Linked DNA regions of Drosophila melanogaster: region 2 is linked to region 1. Evidence: chromatin contacts called from public HiChIP or PLAC-seq data. All regions are on one chromosome and are shown on one strand. The core of a region is the stretch at or near the end of the contact, and the rest is flanking DNA. Distances in the headings are between cores, read along the strand shown. Region 1 holds the start of RpL37-1 (Ribosomal protein L37-1). Region 2 holds the start of Scamp (scamp,).

What was found. HiChIP or PLAC-seq counts read pairs in DNA pulled down with a chosen protein or histone mark.
Region 2: a contact with region 1 is called in an H3K27ac HiChIP or PLAC-seq map of the Kc167 cell line, with 6 times the contacts expected there. The contact joins the promoter of Scamp here to the promoter of RpL37-1 in region 1. A contact is called at or near these places in 3 of 107 Hi-C or Micro-C datasets (the Kc167 cell line and eye imaginal disc) and 1 of 6 datasets of contacts at active chromatin or transcription factors (the Kc167 cell line).

What each region holds. Positions count from the first base shown.
Region 1 is chrX:15,136,204-15,143,794 of dm6, forward strand. It overlaps RpL37-1 (Ribosomal protein L37-1), which reads right to left and starts at 3,164. Exons shown (of 3, transcript NM_132777.3): 1 at 3,049-3,164; 2 at 2,776-2,911; 3 at 1,667-2,710. The coding sequence starts at 3,051. The coding sequence ends at 2,568. CG9095 reads right to left here. Exons shown (of 10, transcript NM_132778.2): 8 at 5,694-5,795; 9 at 5,409-5,567; 10 at 3,734-5,317. The coding sequence ends at 5,086. drd (drop dead) reads left to right here. Exons shown (of 9, transcript NM_001038756.2): 7 at 1-72; 8 at 139-287; 9 at 359-1,108. The coding sequence ends at 592.
Region 2 is chrX:15,446,171-15,453,761 of dm6, forward strand. It overlaps Scamp (scamp,), which reads right to left and starts at 3,713. Exons shown (of 5, transcript NM_167442.2): 1 at 3,535-3,713; 2 at 2,689-3,338; 3 at 2,209-2,410; 4 at 1,725-1,854; 5 at 9-1,660. The coding sequence starts at 3,597. The coding sequence ends at 3,063. It overlaps Ahcy (Adenosylhomocysteinase), which reads left to right and starts at 4,091. Exons shown (of 3, transcript NM_001298339.1): 1 at 4,091-4,245; 2 at 4,497-4,687; 3 at 5,225-6,997. The coding sequence starts at 4,221. The coding sequence ends at 6,307. It overlaps CG11655, which reads left to right and starts at 7,301. Exons shown (of 2, transcript NM_132796.3): 1 at 7,301-7,591. The coding sequence starts at 7,405.

The DNA of each region.
Region 1 (7,591 bases), core at 1,914-4,413:
CCGCCTTTGCGCCGATCGCCTGGTGTTTGTTTTTCTCCTGGATCGTCTTTGTCTCCCATAATGGATACACAAGTGGGTGTTGTGAAAGAATATCCACGCTTTCGAGTTGTTAATTTATTTTTGTGTTATTCCAATCAGATAAACTGACGAAGCTGTTTGCCTGGCGCGGTTTCCAGGTGTCCACGAAGCTATCGTATGCCATTTACCTGACGCAGTTCCCCGTGTTCTTCTTTAATGTCGGCCGAAGGCGTCACATTCACCACTACTACAACTTTGTTTCGATAATTGTAGGTATTCGCCCAGGTCTAGCATTTATAGAGAATTGTATTTTTTGTTGTTTTTTATTTGCTCAACGCAGCTCGATACCAACGAATTCATATCGATCTTCCTGGCCTCCGTGGCCCTGACGGTGCTCTTCGATGCACCGTTCCAGAATCTAAAGAAGCTGCTGATCAAGCGACCCACGGCGGCAAAGGTGGTAAAGGATAGCAAAGCCAAGGCGGCAGAGTCCCAGGATGCGACGACAACGACACTAGCCTCACAGCCCAGCAGCACTGCCCTCCTACAATCGCATCATCCGCACTCGGATTAGTCTGGATGCACACACTCTTTCTTAGCTATGTATAACTTGTAAATGTCTTAGCATTTAGTGGCAATATGTTTAGTGATCCCCAGCGAAATCCCCCCCCCCCCCCCCAAAAAAAAAAGAATCGCATCCAATCCGTCCATGTGCTCATCACATCCCACAGCCTTTTCCCCGAATTGAATCCAAGACAGCCCCTAGTTTTAGTGGAACGCTTTATACATTGTAAATTGTACTATTAGTCAAAACGAGCGACAATTAAGAACCGAACCGAACCGATTCGTAGTCATAAACCAATTAATCAATCACTGCTTGATGTACGATATTATCTTGCTTGCTAAACCGGGCCTCGAGAGGTAGTCTCTGCTGGGGAACCCTATGTCATATCATATTCACATGATATTGGGGCCCTGGACGCAGACTCTCGGTGCCCATGTTTATTAGAATACTTACGTTACCTTAAGCGAGGTCGAATGTCAGTTTTTAAATGGTAATTTAATTAATAAAATATATAAATATGTTACGAAAAAACCTTTAAGCGTTTGCAAACGTTTGGTGTGAATGAATTCCTGAAAGTATGCAATATTCGAATTCAGAGCATACAGTTTTGGAGTGACTGAAATGTGATAAAAGCCCGACTACAGTTTGAGTAGCCACGGTTAAAATTGGTTAAGGTTTACAGCCACTGGATCGCCATTACCAATGCCATAAAACTGTAAGAACGAAAACTTATTTCAATTCTAATACTAATAAATTCTATACCTTTACCGTAGTGTTGGTGGCAAAGCAAAACAGCTTCTGTAAAAAATCCTATGCTTTCTGTGTAATTCAGTACTAGGTGTGCTATATGGAAAATTGCTTGTTGCAGACAATTGTTGTTTTATGCTTCTATTTGATGCACATAAGAAAACCAAAATGAGCCCCAATTAAATAAATATTAATTTCTGCGTGCTACCTAAGCCGATTGTAACTAGAATTTGTTTAAAGCAAGTGGCAGGTAAAAGGTTTTGATCTTAAATCGTTAGGAAATGTAAACGGAAATAAATATTTATAAATATCAAATGTATATTTCTAAGACAGATTGTCAATATTTTGGCCATTGTTTGCTGTTTTGCTTCTGTTGAATCTTGTCAGATATATATTTCATTTTTAGAATGGCAATTTAAAGTGTTTTTTATGAATTATTGTAGAATAACTGCTCGTGTACTAACTGCAACCATTTCAATTGCTACAAATCGAAGCAAGGCACATATAGTTAATAATTTTTGTTGTGTCTGCAGTTCTATCATATGTTTTACCATATATGGGGCTACGTTTAAAAACAAAGAATTACAATTCATAGTAAACAGAAACTATCATCTTATGGCGAGAACACGTTTTTCGCAACTTTGAACGATTTATATGGTTCTTAATCTGTTTTTGGAAACGATATATTCTAATTAGAAGTTTTTATAGCACAGAAAGCGATTTTCATTTACATTTGAGCTGTGGTATGAATTGCCATGCTTTTGGTTTAGTTACCGAAGCTCTTGGATTTTATAGCTGACTATACTGCGTTTATTAAAGCGTTCTTTTTTAGTTTTCAATAAAAGCTACGTGGATAGCCTGCCCTGGAAAAGTATTCGACTACCAGCGAACACTAACAATTTTTGCGAAAACCACGAGGAAATCAGCCCTACAAGCATTTGGTTATGGATCTTGGCCATTTACACGCTATCTTTTGATCGCTTTTCGGTCACATTTCACTTTTGTTGCACAAACAATAAAAAAATATTCACCAGTTTCACTTAATAAAAAAAAACGTTCATTTATTAGCGCTCGAGCGATTTATTAGCCATGTTGAGGGGCCATTTTCAGTGGATTTTAGATGGTGTGTACACGTTGATCAACTGGAGGCTGTCGTTATCTGCGGTTAAGGGAGCAGCTGCTATCTCCGTCCATATAGCCCGGTGTGGGATATACATCTTGGGACACACAGAGCCTCCTACTTGCTGGCCACGGCCTTCTTGGGCTTGGCCTGGGTGCCCTCGCGGAATCCGTTGCGGAAACGGCGGCGCACAACCTTCAGGTGCTGCATGCGACCGGTGCCGGTGGTCTTCCTCCTCTTGGCCTTCACGGACCAGTTGTCTAGTGTGCGGAGAATACAATTATTAACCTGGTTACTGGGCGGGGATTGGGGCATCTTGACTTACAGGAACGCAACTTGGCGGCGGGGTAGCCGCACTGGGCGCAAGTGGACTTCTGGATGTGGTAGGAGGAGCGGCCACAGCGACGGCACAGGGTGTGCGTCTTATTGTGGCGCTTACCAAAGCTGGAGGTACCCTTCGTCTGTAATGGAAACACGCAGGGTATTAGCAGTTCGGCTTGCACGGCACACTCAAAAAAATATAAGGGAAAACACTCGAAATAGGCTGCCTGGCTGGCAGGGCAAGTGTATTTCGGTTTAACGAGCACATTGTACGCACCATCTCTCGTGGCGAACGGTTTAAGAATCGAACGAAACTTGCAAGCTACAAATTTAGCACGTGGCTTCTAGCAAAGACGACTTCTCCGGAAGCGCAGCAAAAAGAAAAGGGAAGAAGAAGAGACGCTGGTGGTGAGCAGAGATTAGTGTGGCCGCGTTGCGCGAGTATCGATAGTTTTTGTCCGCAGGGTTGCTTAAATACCGAAAGTTGGTATTTATGGTGTAGCCATTTGGTGGCCTAGCAGCCGCAGAGTTGCCAGACGGATAGAAAATTTAATTATATACTGAACTACAAAAACACTGCATTAATGTACAGCCACTTTACGTAATTGTAGAACACATAATGTATCCGATTTAATGAACCTATTATTGTTTCTATTACAACAGTTATCAAAATTAACAGCCTCGTATCAAAAAATACCAATTACATAAATTTCTCATAACAGCGGACTTGCGCCTAACAGCACTACTATCGGCTGCCATTTCGATAGCACAACAGCACTTGGCAAGTTGGCATTTTAACAGCGACACCATATGTTAAATCAGCTGTTCCTTCAAAAGGCCAATAGATGGCGCTTATTATTGCCCGCCAATTTTGAAGTATGATTTGTATTTCGTTCATTTACAAACTTCGTTTATTGGAAATAATAAAACCAACCAGAAAGGTAAAAATCCAAATCTTGTTTAGTAAAAATATTCATTGTTTTATTTATGAAATAAATTATTATTATTTACATTGGAAATAATGCACGAAATTCAAATAATATTGCATACTGAGCGACATTTTAGCACTGGACCGCTCGACGATACACACGCGAAAACAAAATCTACAAATTACAAGACTCTAGAAATACAAATACAGGGCGATATATAATGGGTAGGTACAAAAACATAATGAAATGGTGTAGCTTGGTGAGTTGGGGCTAATAATAATATATATACTCTTTCGATCCTGTGCAGATATTTATACACTATGTTCGGTGTGGCACGCGTACTACGATATTATTTGCTGTTGCTGCTGCTGCCGATTGGAGTTTTGTGATTTGTTTTTGAATTTTTTTTTATGGATTTTTTCTTGTGGAATGGATGGGTAGTTCTATCTAGTGTAAGTGTTTACGTAACTAATTTGCGACTATGAGCAAGTCGATTGGGCTTGAGACCTCAAACGAAACCAAGTTGCACATAATTTGGCTGCAGCTGTGTGATCTGCTTGCTGGGTGAAGGGGAAATGGGGTGGAGTGACCTTCGGGGAGGTGTGGATGTGGGTGGACTTGGTGGTGCCTTGCAACTAATTACTACGCCTCGCCTTTTTGCCCTTTTTCACGCCTTTACATACAACTAATTCATAAAGAAAATTTAACTAAGAACCTTATGAAAGCTTTGCGAATAAATTATACGAGTTCGGACCAAATCTTAGCACGAGTGCATATATACTTATAAATGGGACCGTACCCGAAACTCCGGGACTTTAAAAACCACAAAGTTTTGGTAAACATTTAAACAAATTGTCAAGAAGAGATTCAAGTTTTTTTTTTGTATAGATTTATGGAATGTTTGTTCCTAAAAGTTCTCAAATGTATATTTCTTTAACCAAAGGTTCTAAAGTCTCCGAAGATTTCTGAGTTTCAGCCCAAAAAATAAACATAGCATACGATTATATAGCTAAGTACTGACTTGCAAGTTAAATGATCTCTTGCGCTGATGTTTTAACATTTCTCTTTTTTTCACTATAAACAGAAAAGTTTTCTCCTTACATTTTCCGAACCCCTTTTTTCTCCATCTGTGGCTTACATAACTAATGCGCGAAAAAAAACTGATGCTAAAATTAAACAAAAAACGTTTCGTTGTTGCGCTCGCATTGCAGTTCTCAGATCGCGATTTTCGAATCTGAATCCAAATCCAAAACCAAAAACCCGAGTCCAAATCAAAATCCAAATCCAAGTCCGAATCCGAATCCGATCTCTACGCCGACTGCTGCTGGCCACTATCGTTCGTTTGGCTACTGCCGCTCCACATTGATGGTGATGACCATGGTTGGTCAATAGTGGCCGCCACCACCGCCTCCGCCGCCACCACCACCACCACTATGTCGGTGGTGCTCGCGTCTGCCGGAGGAGTGATCCCGATCGCGGTAGTCGCCGTTGCGGGAGCTGCTCTTGTGGTGATGATGGTGATGGCGCTTCTTCTCGCCCTTCAGGCACACATCCGACACCACCGAGGACACCACCATCTCGGAGTCATCCCGCATGCCGTAGTTGTCCCTGCCGCATCTGTTTCGGGGAATCCAACTGATTAGAAATTAACTCTATTTGGGTATATCTAATAGTTCCTCTACTCAATGACCAAAGGTGAATGACTAACCTGTCGAGATTTTCGCGGGATCGCTGCATATTGTCGCGCAGATTGTCCCGGGAACGGGTCATGCTCGGTGGATCGAGGGTCTCCTTGCGGCGGAGGGCGTTGTGTGAGCTGTTCTTCGAGGCGGACTCGTGCAGGTTCTCCCAGGCTTGGCGGTAGTACCTACGAATGAGAATTTATAATAATATTAAAATAAATATTGATATTGAGGAAATCAACTTTAAACGCTGATCTAAAGAACATATATTCATATTCGTTTTGACCGTTATCGAGATGTTTTTAACCCACCTGTTGAGTCCATTGCGGGATCCGGAGGTGGAGCTATCGAAGCTGGCCACAGTGTTGCAGTCGGGCGAGGCGCGATGGCGATAGTGTTGTGTGGTTCGGTTTCTGTGGATTACACGAGAAATTACATTGGTCAGTTGATATTTCTGAGTAAATAGTTATAATACTGAATGCCAGGACGAAACAGTGTTGGGTTAGTCACAAAATCAGGCAAAAAAGAGGGTTAGGCACGGAGAACTACGCACACAGAGACAGAGACGGATAGATATGTTTGGAGAGAGACAGATGGAGGGCTAGAGAAAGAGACAGGCAGGCAGGCAGGCAAAAAGAGACAGAGACAGCGAACCAGGCGTGCAGTGTTTCTGTGTGTGTGTGTGTGTGTGGAAGAGAGTCTTGTTGGTGGGTGATAGATGCATTGATTGATTGATTGATTGACTGATTGATTGATGGAGGTGCAACAGCAAAGAGTAGGATTATCGCCTCACAGCCCACAGCATTCGCAGCTTTCAGTATTTTGTTTGTTGGTGTTTGTTTCAGTGTTGCTTGTTTGATTGACTGACTGATTGATTGTTGTTGTTTCGTGTGGTGTTGTTGTTGACTGATTGATTGATTGATTTTTGGGCTGCTTACATTTGTGCATATGGCCGCTTTGTTTGTTCTTGCTCTAAATTATTTTTAATTTGTTTTTTTTTTGTCTTGCATCTTTGGCACGTTTTTTTTTTTTAGCTTTAAGTGGTTTTTCCAGGTAGTAGCAGGTCTCTTTGGCTTGGTTTTCCATCGGTTTTCCATTTGTATTTCCTGTCGCTTTGCTTTTCATTCGGCTGCTCTACATATGGGAGTTGCTGAAGAGTCCAGCCCGGGCACGATATCCGCGTCCATAGCTGCTGAACTCCCGGCGACCCAGCTTCTGATCATCGAAGGGCAGTGCCAGTACGCTGTACCACATGGATGGCGCATGGACCAGACCACCAGCACTGCTCGATCCCACGCTCCCATAGCCACCGCCGTCGGGAAAGAGGTGACTCTGGGTTAATTGGGCGGTGGATGCGTAGCTGGTGGCACTGGTGGCCGTCGCCGTGGCATAGCTGGGCAATCGACTCGGTCGCGGTATCCCGATCCCGATCCCAATTCCGATTCCCCCCTGGCCTTTCTTCGATTGCGATGGCTGCTTCTTTTGGCGGTGGCTCTGATGCAGTTGCTCCTGTTGTTGGTGGTACTTCTGTTGCTGCTGGCGTGTGTGGTTCTGGTGGTGCTGCTCCTGCTGCTGCTGCTGCTGGTTGCGGTGGTGGAATTGCTGCTGGATCTGCTGGTGGTGGTGATGATGAGCATGATGATGTTGGTAAGCGGTTAAGTGTTTGGCTAGGTGCCGCCGTTGGCTGTTCGGGGTGCTGACGAATGGTTTTGCCAAAAGACAGAGAGTGGGAGAAGCAAAAACGAAAAAAGAGAGTTGTACAACGAGAAAGAGAAAGCGTTCGATGTTCAGGTGTGTGCGTGTGCGTGAGAGACTCTCTTTTTTTGTACAGGTGTGTGTGTGAGTGTTGAGGTTTTCACAGAGAGATAGATTCAAAATTCCGGGGATTACTGAAATCAAAATAAAACCATCCAAAATTTGGGGGGCACTCAGCGACGAAAGAGAGAGGTTGTGACATGAAGAGCGAGACGGAGACAGCGTTTGTGAACTAGAGGGAGCGAGGCAGACAGATCGAGAGAGAGAGAGAGAGAGAGAGAGAGAGAGAGAGACATACAGAGGACGTGAAAGGGACAGGGGGTGGCTGGACAGGTGGTGACCCCGACAACGACATCGACTTTCCTCCACACACAACATAATTATTGATATGAAATCACGGTCAATCTGATCTTATTACAAATTCCGTTACTGTGACATTTTTTAAGCATACTTA
Region 2 (7,591 bases), core at 2,463-4,962, 310 kb after region 1:
CTTATTGTACATCTATAAGTATTTTATATTTATTTTGGAATTTATCATAAATTTTGCTTGAATTTTAAATACACATCCATAGATCGTCATTAGCTATTCTCAATTCAGTTTTAAATAGGTCGTAACATAATAAGTTTGACTTGCAAGCAAAACAGAAACGAACAAAATGTATCTAAAAAATGTGAATACTTAAGTGAATCAATATATTTTATATGCTGTCTTCATGTACATAGATAATAGATAATATATAACAATTACGATTACAAAAAAACACGACATTTTATGTGAGTGCAGGACAGTGACGGCGGAAAAAGGGGGTCGGGACATGGAACAGGGGGGAGGGAGGAGAGGGGGACAGTGGAGCAGTGGGCGTAGGAGCACAGCTTGGATGAAAAATGAATTTCGCTTTCTTGTTGTCTCTCTGGTCGAGGCGACGAGAGATAAAGTTCTATAATGTAAGCGTTAAATATATTATTTATATTATGTTTGTTATATATATAAGATCGTATATATGTGAGTGTGTGTGTGTGTGTGTGTTGCGTGTGCGAGGGAGTGGGGTTATTCCTATATCGTTTTAATGACTTAAAGAACTAGAAAACATCATCATCAGCAGCAGCAGCAGCAGCATCATCGTCATCAGTGTCATCCCTTTCGCCTGATTAATCTGGGTTAGTATCAGAATCGAATTATTCCACAGGACAGAGACAGACACACAATAATTTAGTCTAGATACTTGTATTTGGAGGCATATATCGTGCGATTAAGATGTCCTGTCTACTTGATCCGCTGCAGCTGCGTGTCGAAGGCATCGTGGGCCGCTTTAGTTTTCCTTTTGTTTTTTTGTTTTCTCCTTTTTGTTTGGTTTTTTTTTCACTTTCAGTTTAGTTCCAAGTTCGGTTTTGTTCCGTTTATAAATATTGTTTATGCATTGTGTGTTGTTTCTGTGTTATCATTACAGTAATTATTTGTAATAAAGACGACGGCATTCTAGGAATTGTTTATGCACAAAAGCAAATAGTTATTAGTTCCATGCTCCAATGCTAGCTTTAGTTTCATGTTTTTCTTTACTTTCATTTCGTGTTAAGCTATTTCAATGTTTATTAAGTGTTCTTTCTCCATCTCCCTCTCTCTGGCGCGGCTATCATCATCTTTTTCTGTCCCAGTTAAGCAGGATGAGTGCTGCTTGAGTTCGTGGTTGATTGATTGATTCTCCTTTTGATTTGATTAGATCCCCGGAAAGCAGAGTGTCACTTAGTACCTGCTGTTGTTAAACTGCGAATTGATGGCCGTATTAACGGCCGAGGAGGCTGCTTCCTGGACGTGCTGGTTGCGCAGAAACTCGGTGGTGAACTCCGCCTGGGCCTTGGCCATACTGGCCCCTGTGCTGCGGTAGATCGAGTGAATCTTTGTGATCATCAGCACATTGGCCACGGCCACCGCTGTGAAACAGAATGCCACGTTCAACAGCAGAATGCCGACGATAATACCCGACGCTTGCCCATCGAACTGCCCGATGGCCGTAATAAAGCCACAGTAGCCCATCTTGTTGAAGCCCACCGCCTGCACAATCGAGTACAGCGTTTGAAAGAAGTAGATGAAGAAGAAGACCATGAAGTTGAAGCTCGAATCGTTGCGGAATGCCTTGTACGCCGGTCGGAACCTGAAAATTAATCACACATCATCACATTATTCATGTTTTAAGAATCTTCCAGGTATAAACTCACCAGCAGACATAGGAGGCGGGCGAGAAGAGCATCGTGTAGAAGATGGCCAGGAAGAAGGTCTCGAATTCGCCAGCGTGGAACAGCAAAATTAGACCGCCTATCACGTTGGCCAACAACGTCATGGTGTAAACTGTCGGAGAAAGTATTCAAAATAGACACATACAATCAGCATAATGCTATAATCTGTAGGGGAAAGCATTATTATATACTATATACTATGCATGCAGTAAATAATGCTAGAAATGCATTTAAAAACTATCTTAATACTGATAACATGTAAATCAAACAAATTTCATGCTCCCCTCTTTGCAAGCATATTCTGCACAAAGGCACGCACACATCCAAGACCATTAGCCATTCAGCTATATCTGATTAATAATGGCATCGGCCTGTAGACGACACGCGATGACTAATTCCACAACCTATGGCACCGCTTATCAGCGAAAACATGTAGAAAACACAGCCATAAAGAACCAATACTCACAAATCCAAATGTAATACAATCGCTTGACCAGTTTCTGGAACTCGGGCGGTATCTCCACCTCGAAGTCCTGGTAGAAGCACGGCTTTACACAAAAGTTATCCGGCAGCGGTGGCCAGTTGTTCAGCTGCGGCACATTGCCCTGTAGCTGCTGCTCGCGGCGGTCCAGTTCGGCGGCCTTGCGGTCCAACTCCTCCTGCCGGCGCTGGATACAATGAAAATCATATGATTATCGACTGTTTTATATATACATTTTGTATGACTTAATAAATTGGCCGTATATGGTAAATACTTTAAATCTTATTCATTTACATATTTGGGAAAACAAAGGCGAAATTCAATGATAGGAATTCACATCCAAATCTTGAGTTTGTTAAACTTCTATCTTAACCTCAGGCATTTGGCCTATCTATAGGAAATATTCTGTACAAGAATAAAGTGCAAACTTAAGCCTCCAAATCATATGTATTTAGATCTACTAACTAGTATTTCTTGAATTATTGTGTAGGGCCGAAGAAGCCAAGTAAATCAAGAGAAACCGCAGTTTGCACAGTGAAGACTCGGCGCGGCAGCCGCTTCTAGTCTCAACCAGATAAATGCTCCAAAGCGGATATATCGTTGGCAGATCGAGATAAGCCCGCTTATCTTTCTGACTCTTGATGGAGAGTAAAATGTGATATGCCTGCCCTAATCCCGGCACTCTAGCAAAGTGATTACTGTACAGACTTTTAGGGCAAACTTTTAGTGTAACTGTGTGGTGTGGTCCATTTCGATTGTTTCCGAGTATTTGGATGTACATATGCGGTTTTTGGAGTATTGCGGATGTGGCCATGCCGGCACAGCACACCGCAGAGTGCTCACTGTTGTGTGGGCGGTAACGCGAGACGACCGGCCAAGTGGGTTACCTGCAGCTCCTCCGAGGTGATCTGTATGCTGGTGCTAGGCGCCGAGGCGCCCAGGGAACTGGTCTGCGGGGGCGGAATGTTCTGCGATAGCGGCTGGACCACCGCCGCCGTGTTCGTTGAGTTGATCTGCAGCTGCGGCTTGGCCTGCTCCTCGAATGGATTGTAATCCTCAAGAGAGACAAGGGCGGCGCCGCTCTGGAGTCGTCGTGCCTGCTGGATGGCGGGGTCCTGCGGGGGAAAACCGGGAAATCCCAATCAGAAACCAATTCATTCAACATATGTGACGAATGCACCCAACACACACACACACTACACTCACAGGCACGCACACCAACACCCCACCTTTGCGTACGTGTGCGTGTGTGTGCGATGGGTTTTTTCTTCGGCTTCCGCGCTCTCTCTCCTAGCTCTTCTATCGCCTCACCGCAAACGGATTGTCCAGATTGGGCTCCCCGAAGGGATTCTCGTCGAGACCGGAGCCGGACATGGGAATTCTACTTTGGATACGGCTGTTCAATGACCAGAAAAACGCACTGACTCGCACTTTGCTTTTCGCTGTGTATATTTTCCCTAAGACTCTGCTCAGTTATCGATGTCGGTTTTAGTGATGGTTCAGCATCGATAAGCTTTCGTTGGGAATCAAAGTGTAGGCCTCAAATATCGAAAGAATTACTTTAAAGAATTAATGTTATTTGAATTACATATTAAATTCATTTTGGCAGAAAAACTTATTATTTAACACATTTAACATTAATCTAGAATTCTGAAAAATGTGAATAACTGGTATACAATGGTCTGATTTTTTAGGACCTATTAATACATTTTATTAAAATGATAGCAAAAAGAAAAGATTCTATATACAATTGGATGTAAACCAGCAGTTATCATATGAATTTTAAATTTAAATGGCAACAATCGTGCCAATCGGAACTGCTCCAGCTGAACCAGCTGCGTGGAACCAGTTCCCATCCCTGGGGCCGCCATTCCGCAATTGGAATTCTAGTGTCTTGGGTTGCGATTCGATTCATTTACCGCTGCCCGCGTCTCCAATTCGGTTGTGTGCGATTCTGTCTGCTCCGCATCCAAGTCAAACATCCAATCCTTGCAAGAATGTCGAAGCCCAGCTACAAAGTCGGTGAGTTGCGTTATAAATAAACCCAAACGGATGGCAAACTCTCGAATCGAATCTCCGGCCGGCAACAGGCGACATGTGCGGGTGAATTGCATCTATTCATGAGCACATGTTTCTGAGGTTAAAAGAGAGACAAAACAGAGGAGAGCACGTTGTTGCTGGGGCAAAAAACGTAGAAATTCAGACCGTATGGTGTATAAATCAACAGTGCCTGCTTATCTGACCCTATCTCCCTTTTATATCCCACTCGACAGCCGATATCAGTCTGGCGGAATGGGGACGCAAGGCGATCATTATTGCGGAGAACGAGATGCCCGGTCTGATGGCCTGCAGGAAGAAGTACGGCCCATCTAAGCCCCTCAAGGGCGCCCGCATCACCGGCTGCCTGCACATGACCGTCCAGACCGCCGTGCTCATCGAGACCCTCGTCGAACTGGGCGCTCAGGTGGGTTCAGTGCCTCTTTGGCGCTCTAAATGATTTTATGCATCGTACCACCATTCGAATTGTATGCCCAACTGTAGGTCTGAACAGTCGGGATAATACACAAAGATAGCATCATTTCAATACTAAAAACCATTTCAAAAACCATAAAACCGACCAAAATTCCGTAAGGAAATTGTAAATTAGGTAGAAAGATAGGTATCTCCAAGCATTGTCCAAGGGCTGGTCCCTTATCACCTTTGGTTTACGCACCAATTTGAATAACAAAACTTTCGTTTAACAGCAGGGGGGCAAGTTCAAGGCGCCCAAGATAAGACCTCCAGATTGTTATTTCCTCTGACGCAGCACCATCTGCTTCAATCCTCGCACATGGCAACTATTTTCTGCCAAATGCTGATGTCCTGAAATACATAGATTTCCTGATATAGATCAATCCTATATGCAATGCAAATCAGTTTGCAAATATCTATATAATTTAGGTTCCTTCCCATCCACATCTCAACTTCAACGCATGAACTACATTTTCATTCTTTTATCCAGGTCCAATGGTCCAGCTGCAACATCTTCAGCACCCAGGATAATGCTGCCGCGGCCATCGCTGCCACCGGCGTGCCCGTGTACGCCTGGAAGGGTGAGACCGATGAGGAGTACATGTGGTGCATCGAGCAGACCTTGGTCTTCCCCGACGGCCAGCCCCTGAACATGATCCTGGACGATGGCGGCGATCTGACCAACCTGGTGCACGAAAAGTTCCCCCAGTATCTGAAAAACATCAAGGGCCTCAGCGAGGAGACGACCACCGGTGTCCACAACCTGTACAAGATGTTCAAGGAGGGTCGTCTTGGCGTACCGGCCATCAATGTCAACGATTCGGTGACCAAGAGCAAGTTTGACAATCTGTATGGCTGCCGCGAGTCGCTGATCGATGGCATCAAGCGGGCCACGGACGTCATGATCGCTGGAAAGGTCTGCTGCGTGGCCGGATACGGTGATGTGGGCAAGGGCTGTGCCCAGGCACTGAAAGGATTCGGTGGTCGGGTGATCGTCACCGAGGTCGATCCCATCAACGCCCTGCAGGCGGCGATGGAGGGCTATGAGGTTACCACCATGGAGGAGGCCAGCAAGGAGGCTTCCATCTTTGTGACCACCACCGGCTGCCGGGACATCATCACCAGCGTGCACTTGCAACAAATGCCCGACGATGCCATCGTGTGCAACATCGGCCACTTCGACATCGAGATCGACGTGGACTGGCTAAACGCCAATGCCAAAGAAAAGGTGAACGTGAAGCCCCAAGTAGATCGGTACACAATGCAGAGTGGCAAGCACATCATCCTGCTGGCCGAGGGTCGTCTGGTGAACCTGGGCTGTGCCCACGGCCATCCCAGCTTCGTGATGTCCAACTCCTTCACCAACCAGGTGCTCGCCCAGATCGAGCTGTGGACCAAGTCCGACAAGTACGCCGTCGGCGTGCATGTCCTGCCCAAGATCCTCGACGAAGAGGTGGCCAGTCTTCATCTGGAGAAGCTGGGCGTAAAGCTGACCAAACTGACGGAGAAGCAGGCCACCTACTTGGGCGTCTCGCAGACCGGTCCCTTCAAGCCCGACCATTACCGGTACTGAGCACCCGATTCGCCAACCGGTTCCACACCCGAATCCATAACCGAATCGGGACGCGGCGCCGGAGACGACGGACCCACACTAGTTATCTATTGTCTGCGCATTTCACTGTTCACCTAAGCAGCTCCAATAAAAACCCATCTCACGTACTCTCAGCGAGAGAAAACCCCACATAGCTCCAATGTTTTTTCTTTCCCCTCTAAATGGCGGAGCATATTGGTTTAGAATATTAGTTTTTGTACGGCATTAAGTTTATGGGTTTTATACAATTTATTAAGCTTACATATATTCATATTCATACATATATTCATAATACTAATAATGTTTTCGAAATCGTGAAAATGCTTTGTCATTATTTGTAAAGACGCTCAAAAACATCTCCTTTTATTTTGAAGCACGTGTTGACTATCAAAAACATACGATGTGTGAAAGCAATCTGATTGTTGAATTACAACTTGAAAAAAACAGTGACTCAACAAATTAGGATTTCTTTAAATAAATAAGATCAAGGGCAAAACGAAACATCTGGAAGAAAGTCAAAATTCATTATCTACCAAAAGTTTTGGTCCAAAACACAAATATGTAAGCAAATTCTAAGTGATAATGCGTGAATGGATTTTATATGCGGAAAATGGCTTTAAGCCTTATCTGCAACTATTTATAAACAATGTTGTTAAGCGGAGGGAACTAAATAAATATTTTATGTTAATTGAATAATACAATATTTGTAATGATTAATTTATTTTGAAATTCCATTTTTCTTTCTGATCCCCATTAAAATTTCGACCTACGTCCATGCACTTGTATGATCTCGTGCTTATCGTTATCGCCATCATCCCAATTGTAACGTAGGGTATTCGAGGAAAGAGATGGCCGACTCTCGCAGAGCCCGTTAATTATCAGCTGGTCGCCGTCGCCATCCCGCTCCCTCCCGCGAGACAAATCATGCCGCCATCCCGCTCCCACCTGCAATTGCAATTGTAAACCGCTGTTTTGTGAGAATTCACGCTCATTCCAGTTGGAGCACTTGTTGCGTGCGAAAACATTCCGGCTAACGGATAACGGCTAACGAATTACATCACCTGAGTGGCGGCGAAATAATGTCTCCGCACGGACGTCCTGGTTGGGAATGGAGCTACCTCCTGCTCACCCTGGCCGTGGGATTCGCATCCACCCACGGGTGGATGGCCCACTTTCGCCCAGCTGCGCTCACGTTGCAGATGGAGCGCGGGGATCGGGTGCAGCTCAAGCTGGAGAATGTGGCACCTTCCACGCTGCAGCAGCCGA